Regions from separate parts of the Sus scrofa genome. Here regions 1 and 2 are each linked to region 3. A link is a contact called in public HiChIP or PLAC-seq data. All regions are on one chromosome and are shown on one strand. Each heading gives the region's core, a stretch centred on a gene start, on an enhancer-like site or on the middle of the called end of the contact. The rest is flanking DNA. Distances are from core to core; before and after follow the strand shown. Region 1 overlaps SLC7A7 (solute carrier family 7 member 7). Region 2 overlaps OXA1L (mitochondrial inner membrane protein OXA1L). Region 3 has its middle 34 kb from the start of DAD1.

What was found. HiChIP or PLAC-seq counts read pairs in DNA pulled down with a chosen protein or histone mark.
Region 1: a contact with region 3 is called in an H3K27ac HiChIP or PLAC-seq map of alveolar macrophages. The contact joins two enhancer-like sites. A contact is called at or near these places in 1 of 47 Hi-C or Micro-C datasets (heart right ventricle) and 2 of 2 datasets of contacts at active chromatin or transcription factors (alveolar macrophages and skeletal muscle).
Region 2: an H3K27ac HiChIP or PLAC-seq map of alveolar macrophages shows a contact between it and region 3. The contact joins two enhancer-like sites. A contact is called at or near these places in 2 of 47 Hi-C or Micro-C datasets (embryonic fibroblasts and retroperitoneal adipose tissue) and 2 of 2 datasets of contacts at active chromatin or transcription factors (alveolar macrophages and skeletal muscle).

The regions. Positions count from the first base shown.
Region 1 is chr7:76,218,469-76,221,861 of Sscrofa11.1, reverse strand. All of the region lies in intron 2 of SLC7A7 (solute carrier family 7 member 7), which reads right to left. Among named protein-coding and RNA genes, the nearest start is that of SLC7A7, 18 kb to the right of the region's middle. Within about 2 kb of position 2,016, at least 5 of the 83 cell types and tissues checked have an H3K27ac peak or open chromatin away from gene starts, as enhancers often do. A contact at or near this core is called in alveolar macrophages, where this site is marked.
Region 2 is chr7:76,236,350-76,239,795 of Sscrofa11.1, reverse strand. OXA1L (mitochondrial inner membrane protein OXA1L) reads left to right here. Exons shown (of 11, transcript XM_013978229.2): 5 at 1,449-1,592; 6 at 1,846-1,931; 7 at 2,118-2,282; 8 at 2,925-3,029; 9 at 3,119-3,281; 10 at 3,373-3,446. Among named protein-coding and RNA genes, the nearest start is that of OXA1L, 29 kb to the left of the region's middle. Within about 2 kb of position 1,630, at least 6 of the 83 cell types and tissues checked have an H3K27ac peak or open chromatin away from gene starts, as enhancers often do. A contact at or near this core is called in alveolar macrophages, where this site is marked.
Region 3 is chr7:76,463,983-76,467,606 of Sscrofa11.1, reverse strand. No RefSeq gene overlaps it. Among named protein-coding and RNA genes, the nearest start is that of DAD1, 34 kb to the right of the region's middle. Within about 2 kb of position 2,241, at least 47 of the 83 cell types and tissues checked have an H3K27ac peak or open chromatin away from gene starts, as enhancers often do. A contact at or near this core is called in alveolar macrophages, where this site is marked.

The sequences.
Region 1 (3,393 bases), core at 767-3,266, 250 kb after region 3:
GTTTACCTTTTATACAAATTTTATAATTTTTACAAGGAGAGCAAAGAATTTATTCTTCCAATCTAATGGTGCATGGCATATGCCCACCATTACATCATTCCTACTTCTTTTTGCTTTTATCCTCTTTTTCTTTTCACCGCACTTCTTCCCTTAGGATGGGGGTTTATTTCCATGCACTTTACTATGGGAGACCTTCAGGAAAAATCACCAAGTGGAAACCAAGAGCCCTCTGATAGCACCATGTAATAATTCTTCCAAGATAAGCAGATGGGATTAACAGAGGCTAAGAGAACCTTGCTGCCCTTTTTTTTTTTTTTTCTTTTTTCTCTTCACTTTTTAGGGCCACACCTGTGGCACATGGAAGTTCCAGGGCCAGAGGCCTAATCGGAGCTGCAGTTGCTGGCCACAACCACAGCCACAGCCACCCTGGACCTGAGCTGCATCTTCTACCTATACCAGCAATTGCAACAATGCCAGATCCTTAACCCAATGAGCCAGGTCAGGGATAGAACCCATATTCTCACAGAGACAAGGTCAGGTTCTTAACCCACCGAGCCACAATAGGGATTCCTTTTGTTTTGTTTTGTTTTGTTTTGTTTTTTTGGCTGAGCCATGGCATGCAGAAGTTCCTAGGCCAGGGACTGAACCCAAGCCACACCAGCAACCTGAGCTGCAGCAGTGATAATGCCAGATCCTTAACCTGCTAAGCCACCAGGAACTCCCGGGTGCCCTTTCTAAGAGATGGGTCATGCATCTGTCATGAGAAAGAAAGAGACTTCTGTTTAGTTGTAAGAAGCAGCCCACCTGCAGGCAGGCCCTGGAGGCTGTACTAGGTAGCACTGTTCATTACATTTGTTGGGAAAGAGAAAAGGGGGAGATAAAATCCTTTGACAACTCTCTGTGTCTTGGTCCTGAAACTTCCCTCTCACTGGAATCAAAAGACTCAAAATGTGACCTTGCCCAGAGGGAACGGGCATCCCTTATTAGAGCAGATCATCATACCTCTCTTTGATATGCCACATCAATCTCAGCTCTTCTAGCAAATCCATCACTTTTGAACGACATGTACTCTTTCATTGTCATATTCTAATCAGACTTGAACTTGTTTCCTCCTTGCAGGAAAAGTAAGGAGCAAATGTGCTGCAGTTCCTGCTGTGGTGCTACAGGATCAGTGGCATCTTGGGAGCTTTGGGACACAGGTTCGATCCCTGGCCCAGCACAGTGGGTAAAGGATCTGGCATTGCCACAGCTGTGGCTTTGGTCTCATCTGTGGCTCAGATCTGACCCCTGGCCCAGAACTCCACATATCTTGGACAGCCAAAAAAAGAAAAAGAAAAGAAAAGAAAATGTGTTTATTAGCCTCATTGAATGTTTCTGAATCCAAAAACATCACTCCCAGTCTTCTATCTTCTCCAAGTGGTGCATTACTAAGCAACTTTTCCACCTTTATTCTTCTTTCTCTAGAATACTTCACAGCCTCCAAAATACCCAGATACTCCAATATACTTTTATCTGTGCATTTTTCTCCTTTCCTCTAAAATTTCAGTTTAGGAGTGAGTTCCCCTGGTGGCTCAGTTAGGTTAGGATCCAGCATTGTCACTTCAGTGTCTCAGGTCAGTGAGGTGGCACGGGTTCCATTCCTGGCCCAGGAACTTCCACATGCCACAAGCACAGCCAAGAAAATTTTTTTAGTTTAAAGCTTTATTAAGTGTGTATCTCTCAATCACTACGAAATCCATCCCCTCACCAAAGTCTATCCTTCTGGTATCTTGGCATTTACCGTCTGGTACCAGTTCTGTGGGGGGGGGGGGGGTTCTCCACATACACAGTTTTCAAATGACAAAAAAAAAAAAGAAGATTCTACCTGCCACTCTCTTCACTATCTTGAACTTTAAAATCACCAGTGACACAGCTCATGCGTCTTCTGACTAGTGACGTCATTCAGCCCCCAGCAATCAGCAGGACAGCAATCTATGGGCTTCACTGCTGTGAGCAAGCACTTCGTCACCTTGCTCAAGAAAAACCACCCCTCGCTGCATTAGGCCGGTCTTGGTGTAGTTGGAGTCACACTGCTGGGGAGCAGCCCAGCCTCTTAACAGGTACATGCAGGCTGTGAATACCCAGCTGTCTCCAGAATACTCTACTGAGCCTGCTTCCTCAGAAGGACCAGATTTAAGCTCTCCAAAAAAGCCTCAGATCTCTTGCCTTAAACCAGACATTTCAGGAGTTCCCATTGTGGTGCAGCATAAACAAATCTGACTAGTATCCATGAGATTGAGGGTTCGATTCCTGGCCTTGCTCAGAGGGTTAAGGATCCGGCGTTGCCATGAGCTGTGGTGTAGGTCTCCCAGACATGGTTCGGATCCTGCGTTGCTGTGGCTCTGGTGTAGGCTGTAGCTCTGATTAGACTTCTAGCCTGGGAACCTCCATATGCCGAGGGTGCGGCCCTAAAAAGACAAAACAAAAAAGACACAAAGCATAATCCCCACTGGTCACTGGATCAGGTTCCTCCCACTCTGCCTCCACGAACTCAGTCAGCGCTTCAGTCACCATGGTTCTGCCCCGCTTAGAGGGAGCAAGCAAGCACCTTGTACCTGGAGGGTCTCCTGCTAATCGACACCACTGGCCCCTTCAAAGCCAGCAAGGCCTTGTTCACTGGATCCTAACTGGTTCACTCAGCTAGGTCCAATTCAGGTTCTCAGAAACAGGACTGCAAGCCCGAGTGAGCAGCAGGATCACCTGAGGAACATGAACCTACACCTCTGGGGTGCACCCCTGATTCAGGAAGTCTGAGATGGGGTTCCCCAGGGGAGTCTGCTGATCGGCCTGCTTAGGGGCGTGCTACCATCATCAAGTCATCACGTACAGAACCACTTTGATGAGAACAAGCCCAAGCCCTCACCTAACTCTGGGCTCCTGGCTCCAGCTGACATCGCTCGATCAGCTTTAACAAAGTCCAGGGCTCAGGCCCCACCCAGGCCAACGAAGTCAAATTGCGGGGTGGAGCCCAGGCATTGGCATGTGTTTCAAGCTCCCCAGGCAATTCTCAAGAACAGGGACAGCTGAACACCTCTCTTTCCAAGGTCTCCTTCAGTTTTCAGCAGCAACTTTCTGCTTCCTCAATTCTTGTTCTCCAAGCCCATCCCCAGTCTTCTACCCAGGGGTCCAGAGTTATTTGGTTGGGGGAACAGGGAGGGAGAAGAAGGGGCCATGAGTATTTTTTAAACCTCCCCCCCACCTGCCAAGGTGATTCTAATGTTCAGCCAAGGTTGGGGCCCTCTGTCCCTAGCTCCTTCCCCAACCTCCCCTAGGCTGCCCTCTTAGCCTCTTCTGAGGCAAACAGAAAGACCAGAAAAAGAGACCAAGGGTGAACCCCTGAAAAGCCTGGGGGAT
Region 2 (3,446 bases), core at 381-2,880, 230 kb after region 3:
GTGCTGCACTTTAAGCTTTTTCTCCGAGACTTTGAGGTTCCCTGTCTGTCCTAGCTCTTTCTCCTTTCACAGCTCCCTCTCAGGAGTGATGGTCCCATGTTAATTCCTGTTTTCTCTTTTTTTTTTTCTTTTCTACCCCCACCCCACCACCCCTTTTTGCTCTGGAGGGTTTCTTGCCCTTTTTGGAGGTCTCGGGTCTCCTGCCAGAGTTCAGTAGATGTTCTGTGTAAATCGTTCTACAAGTGTATGGGTTTTGAGGAGTGTGTTTATGTGGTTTTTTGTTTTGGGGTTTTTGTTTGTTTTTTGTTTTTTGTTTTTTTCTCGCTTCTTAGGGCCACACCTGTGGCAGATGGAGGTTCCCAAGCTAGGAGTCGAATTGGAGCTACAGCTGCCAGCCTACACCACAGTCATAGCAACAAGGGATCTGAGCCACGTCTGTGACATACACCACAACTGACAGCAACGCTGGACCCTTAACCCACTGAGTGAGGCCAGGGATTGAACCTGTGTCCTCATGGATACTAGTCAGATTCATTACCGCTGGGCCACAACAGGAACTCCTGTTGTGGGGGGGTTCGATGTGTTTGTGTGAGAAGGTGTCAGGTTTTACTCCTCCACCATCTTGATCCCCTTTCTCCTTGATCCCGTACTACCTTTTCTCCTTCTTTTTGTAGATACTATTTAAAAGAGTGTTCTGGGCGAGTTCCCATTGTGGCACAGCTTAACTCCCGTCTCTTTCCACTCCACACCATCCACCGTAATGTCAGTAAAGCCTAAAGCTCTTATCTCCCCCTGGCCTTTTCTCAATCCAGGCCCACTTGCTTATCTATAGATACATAAACTAAATAAATAGTTGTTGGAATGATCAGGAATGTGAAGTGTAAGAAAAGAAATAGGAAGAAACTAAAGCAGTAGACCACCAGATTACCTCCTACTCCAGAGATTTCTAAGGACAGTGGCTTTCATTCTTCATTCTTGGGAGCCCCAGCCATCTATAAAAGTGCTTCTGCATAAAGCAAAGGCCAGAGCTTGAACAATCCTGTAGTCAGACTATCTCCTCACCCAGGGCAGCTTGATTTTATTTGTTATGTATATTGGGGTTCCACTTAAGAGTTGAGGCAAAAAGGGTTCCATTGGTTATAGAAAAGTTTAGAAACCACTGATCTAGAAAAGTGGCTTCTGTCACCTACCTTTTTGTTCAGGGAAACAAACCAGATTCCTGGTCATTTGTTTAGAGAAGTTAATGCCAGACTTTTGATGTCAAAGCAGAAGACTGAGACTCGAAGGAACTAAGTCCTACCCGTGTCCTTTGTCTTGGGGCCCCTTGGCATGAATCAGAGGGTAGAAAAGTCTGAGCTAAGAGACCTTTTCAGTAGGACCTAAAAACCTTCAGCCTTGTAGCTGCAGAATGCTTGAATTTCACTCCAGTCCTCATTTGTGTTTTCCAGGTACAGTCCTTGCCCGTTGCCTGGTGTTTCCTCTCATCGTGAAGGGCCAGCGAGAGGCAGCCAAGATCCACAACCACTTGCCAGAGATTCAGAAGTTTTCCACTCGAATCAGAGAAGCCAAGTTGACAGGAAACCACACTGAGTGTGAGTCAGTTAAGAACGAGCGTGGGAGAGGACCAGAGTTGCCCTTTCCCTGCCATTCAGCCAAGGGGGAGGGACAGCCTAAGTCAGGAGTTGCTACAGTCGAGCAGGTTCTGAAGATTCACCTGTTTCTTAGGCCTGATGCTTCCGGTGACTGGCCCGGGTCAGTTAGAAATCTCACGGGCCATGTGATGAGGATGGTCACCTCCACCAGCATAGCTGTTAGCCCAGCCATTAACTTCCACTCCCTTTACAGTTTACAGGGCCTCCTCGGAAATGACGTTCTACCAGAAAAAGCATGATATTAAACTCTTTAAACCTCTTATTCTGCCTTTGACTCAGGTGAGCAAATACACATTTCCCTTCGTTAACTTCATCTAGAACCAGTCAGATTATCTCCTGTTTCCCGTGCTCTAGACCCCCAGAAAGCAGGTGGTGATGATACTATGCTACATGGGTTTCAGTAATGGAGTAATGCCAATGTCCCCTCTGCTAAAAGGTCCTGACACTGTTTATCTTGTACCATAGGCCCCGATCTTCATCTCCTTCTTCATTGCTTTGAGGGAAATGGCCAACCTTCCTGTGCCCAGCCTGCAGACAGGTGGTCTCTGGTGGTTCCAAGATCTCACACTATCTGACCCCACCTACATATTACCCCTGGTGGTCACTGCTACAATGTGGGGTGTCCTTGAGGTAAGCTCAGGTTTGCCAAGTGCCAGACTTGCACAGTGTGGGGACTGAGGGGAAAGTAGTTGTACAGAATAGTCATTCTTTTCGAGTTGATGGATAAGAAGTATGAGCTGGGAGTTCCCACTGTGGTTCAGTGGTTAAGAATCTGACTACAGCACCTGGGGTCACTGCAGAGGTATGGGTTTGACCCTCAGCCCAGCATAGTAGGTTAAAGGATCCAGCATTGCTGCAGTTGTGGCAGTGGCTCAGATTCAGTCCTTGGGCCGAAAACGTCCATGTCCCACGGGTGCAGTCATAAAATTCTTTTTAAAAAAGAGTTCCCTTCATGGCTCAGCAGTTAACAATCCCAACTAGGATCCATGAGGATGCAGGTTCAATCCCTGGCGTCACTCAGTAGGTTAAGGATCCAGCGTAGCCGTGAGCTGTGGTGTATGTCACAGATGCAGCTTGGATCCCATGTTGGTATGGCTGTGATGTAGGCCAGCAGCTGCAGCTCTGATTCAACCCCTAGCCTGGCAACTTTCATATGCCATGGGTGTGGCCCTAAAAAAAAGAAAGAAAGAAATCTGAGCTAAATGCAATTAAAATTGACATGTATTTGCTATTCTTCCTCTGTGCTTTTTTTTTTTTTTTTTTTAACTTCAGTTAGGTGCAGAAACTGGCATGCAAAGTTCTGACCTTCAGTGGATGAGAAATTTTATCAGATTGATGCCCCTGGCAGTCTTGCCCATAACTATCCATTTTCCCTCTGTAAGTAATGGTTTAGGGGCTGGCTCCAAGTCTCCTGGCAGTCTGACCAGGATGCAGCTTCTGAGTAACTTCTCTTCCTTCTCGTGCAGGCAGTGTTCATGTATTGGTTCTCCTCCAACATGTTTTCCCTGGGCCAGGTGCTTTGCCTCCGTATTCCAGCCGTCCGCACAGTACTTAAAATCCCCCAGCGTGTTGTACATGACTCTAGCACATTACTTCCACGGGAAGGCTTCATTAAGAGCTTCAAAAGAGGTAATGGCCTGTTCTCTGTGAACAAGACCCCGGGGAAATGGTCCAGAAGTGGCTCCAGGACTGAGTGATTATCTCACTCCTCTTCACACAGGTTGGAAGAATGCTGAAATGGCACATCAGCTACAAGAGCGGGAACGACGCATGCAGAATCACTTGGAGCTAGCA
Region 3 (3,624 bases), core at 992-3,491:
TCGTGAAGAGGCCTGAGGAAGGGAGCCTATGCCCACTAGGAGGGTCAGCACTGGGCCGAGGGCCACTGCGGCAGACCCCCTCAGTGGAGTGAGGGACCAGGCATTGTTCAGGCTGCTGAGGAAAACTGGAGACAGGGTCATCAAGTCCTTGAGAAGGCCCAGTCCTAAAGAACCCCAGTCCCCATGAGTAGGGGCCAGCCTCAAGGACAGAAAGCCATGCCACTCCCAGGTAGAATGTATCACCAAGGCCAGCTATAAAACCCATTTCTCTGGATAGACACTCTACTGCCCCAAAAGGCTTATGCACCAGCCAACCCTGTAGGCAGAATGGACCAAATGCCTTTTATGACCTCAGGCCTAAGATTCTAAAGGACTCTCTGACACATCACGCAGAGACCTGACCTCTGAGTACTACTGGACCCACAGTCCAGTTAAGAGAAGGACAGGCCAAGCCAGTATGTGCTTCAGACACACTTAAGTGGAATATTCATTTCCAACAGAGCAAGCCCTCTGCCATGACCCACCACTGGAGAGGAGCCATCTGAGTCTTAAAGGATTGTTTATTTTCTTCCTTTGTCCATAAAGTCCAACTCCCCTGGGGTCACACGTAAAATCCTTTAACAGTTATCACCTTATCAAGTAACATCTCGGCAAGAAAATCAGCTGTGCGCTCCTTGAGATGGGACGTGTATCTTGTCCATCTGTGTGTCTTTGACACCTAGCAGAGTGCCTGCCATACAACTGATGCTTCACATACACTTAATTGGCAAGTGAACAAATAAGTGATTAGTGCCATCAGGCACTGGGGAGGCAGCCAAGCTGTATATCTGTGGCGAGAAAGTAAGAGAACATTACAGAACGGAAAGTGGGGATGAATAAGCATGGTGGCCCAGTGAGCACAGTTTTATGATTTAGCCAAGAGCTAAGAGTAAACGGTCAAGAACCATCAGGAAGAGCAAAAGCTGGAGGATGGTTACTCTGAGAAAACACACAGGGCTTCAGGAGTCAATGTCCTGGGTACTGAGAGAACATACCAAGGTCCAGGGCTGAAGGTCCCATTACCGTTCATCTCACTTTCTCCAAGTGTCCTATCTTTGGTATCTTGGCCGTGCCCAGGGGCATGTGGAAGTTTCCAAGCCAGGGATCAAACCCATACCACAGCAGCGACCAGAGCCACTGTAGTGAAAACACCAGATCCTTGACCAGCTGGCCACAAGGGAACTCCCACGTGTCCCATCTTAAAACTCCTCCAATCTACCTCTGGGAGCAATGTGTAGGAAGGACAGCTTGGGACTGAAGGGGTGGGTCTGGGGGCAGGGAGCAAGCCACGTGGAGACTGGGTGCTGCTCCTCTTTAATAAGTACACTGTGTAGCCAAGGCGACGGCCAGTGTCTGCCTCTGGGTAAGGCCACCTGGGATTCAGGCCTCTGTTCACCCAGACACACATGAGTAAGGTTTCCTCTGAGTATTACTGGGAGTGCTATATTTTGAAATTAATAAGCAGGTCAGACATTGAGTCAGTAGCCAGAAGTAGGACAGGAAGTGGAAAAAGTCTCCCACTTCCGTGCAGGTGTTTGGGGGCTTGGGACGGCCCCTCCCATTTCCATGACGTCATGGCGGCCGCGAGGGGCAAATGGGGCACCCTTTGAAGCTCTCCCACAGAAGCCACATCCTCTGGAAAAAAAAGTTAAAAATACCGACTTAGAGATAGCATCGCCTCAGGCCACGTGCCGGGGCCAGAGGGCTGGGCCGTTACACCACCCAGACCGCAGGTGCGACAGGAAGGCGTCGAGCTGGGAGGAGCTGGGAGGGGCTGGTGGGGCCCTGGAGACCCACGAGCAGGCTGGGGAGGTGCTGCACACCCCACTGAAGAGACGCACCCCCATCCCAGACCCGCCGCCCTAGCAAGCCCTAAGATCAAATCTTGATCGCCCTTGATTAAACTCTTGCTTAATACAGGCCAGGTCCTCGAGGCTTAGCTCCAGCCCATCCTCCCCAGGGGCCATATCTGTCCATCCACAGCTGCTGGGGCTGGTTCTCCAGTGAAGAACTACACCCCAGGTCCAGGTTGAAGTCCTGGGTAATAGCCCTGATGGACAGCTGCCTCTCAGATACCAAGGACACCAGAATTCAGGCGGCCAGGAGATGGGGAACCCCAGAAAGAGGACCGGAACCTGAGACCCCCAACAACGCCGGGCTTTGGAGTCCTGCTCTATGGTAGTGTCCCCAATCACCCACGTGGGGGCAGCAGCGCTCCACCAAAGAGGCCTCTTCTTACTTAATCTGTTTATTTTGAGAAAGGAAAGCCCCTGTCGCTTGGAAAAACCTTTTTCAGAGGAAAATAAAAGGAAAGAGACCTCATTCCAGAAGCCGATCCCCTACCTTTAATTAGACTATTACTGCACTGGTCTCTGGCCCACGTGATCCTGTCACATCCCAAGGAGGAGAGAGTGCAGGGTCTGCCCCGCAGACAGCAGGGGGCACTACCTGTCCAGGATCACCGGGCTCCCCCATACATAGCCCTGGAAGGGAGTCCCCAGGGAGGGGCTGCATGAGCCCCCTGGGATCCTGGTGAGAGATTTGGATTCAGAATCCAGGAGCCTGGGCTGGTGGCCAGAATCCACTCTGCCCCCAATCTTGCGCCCTGGGGGCAACTCACTACCCACAGCATGTTTCCCCATGGCGGTCAGTGCTCTCTCACCAGGTAGTTTAAGATCCAAGGCTCCTCTCACAGTGCATACATGCCAAGCATCAGACGCAGGCCAGGCTCCAGGGACTCAGCCGCTGTACAACTATATGACTCCACACAGATGAAGGGCAAGAACAGGCAAAACTAATCACCAGTGATGGAAATGGAACAGTGGATGCCTCTGGGGTAGGACTGACTGGAAAGGGCAAGAGGGAACCTTCCAAGTGGTAGAAACGTTCTGCATCTTGATTTGGGTGATGGACACAGGTGTATACACATGTCAAAACGAGTCCAACTGCATGCCTAAAGTTTGTGCATTTCAGCATATGTAAATTACATCTCAATAAAATACTGCTCCCATTAACACACACGTAGTTTCAGCTCAGTAATCTCAAATGCAAATATAAGGGAATGCCCAGAAAGATGAACCAGAGATCCTGCGGGTCAGCGGGGCTGGGTCAGGCTGGACCACATGCTGAGATAAAGTGGGGCCGCTGCCTCACTAGGCCAGCACCCAGGTGAGCTTAGGGGTCCCGGCCCCACCAGTGCATCACTGTTGCACATAGTGAATGGCCACTTCTCCCTTCATTATGGCGTCAGGGGCTTCTGGTTACACCATCGTGTGCATTTTGTTGCCCCTCCACAGCTTCCAGCTTCTGAAAGAGCTTGATGGAGGGGAAATTACAGAACCAGGAGACATTGGCAAGGCTGTAATCGGACAAAAGTCAACTCCAAGCCACCCAGACTCCTCTCACTGCAACATCCCTGAACTTGCGCTTTCTTTCTCCCTTCCTACCCTCTGGGGGGCTCTCTGCCTTCAAAATGGCCCCCTTTGAGCCTTGGCAGAACACAAGGTCTGAAAGCAGGAAGGCAGACCACCCTCTGCGGGCAGCTTCCATGGACAGCCAGCTTCTCAGGTCAGAACACCCGACATG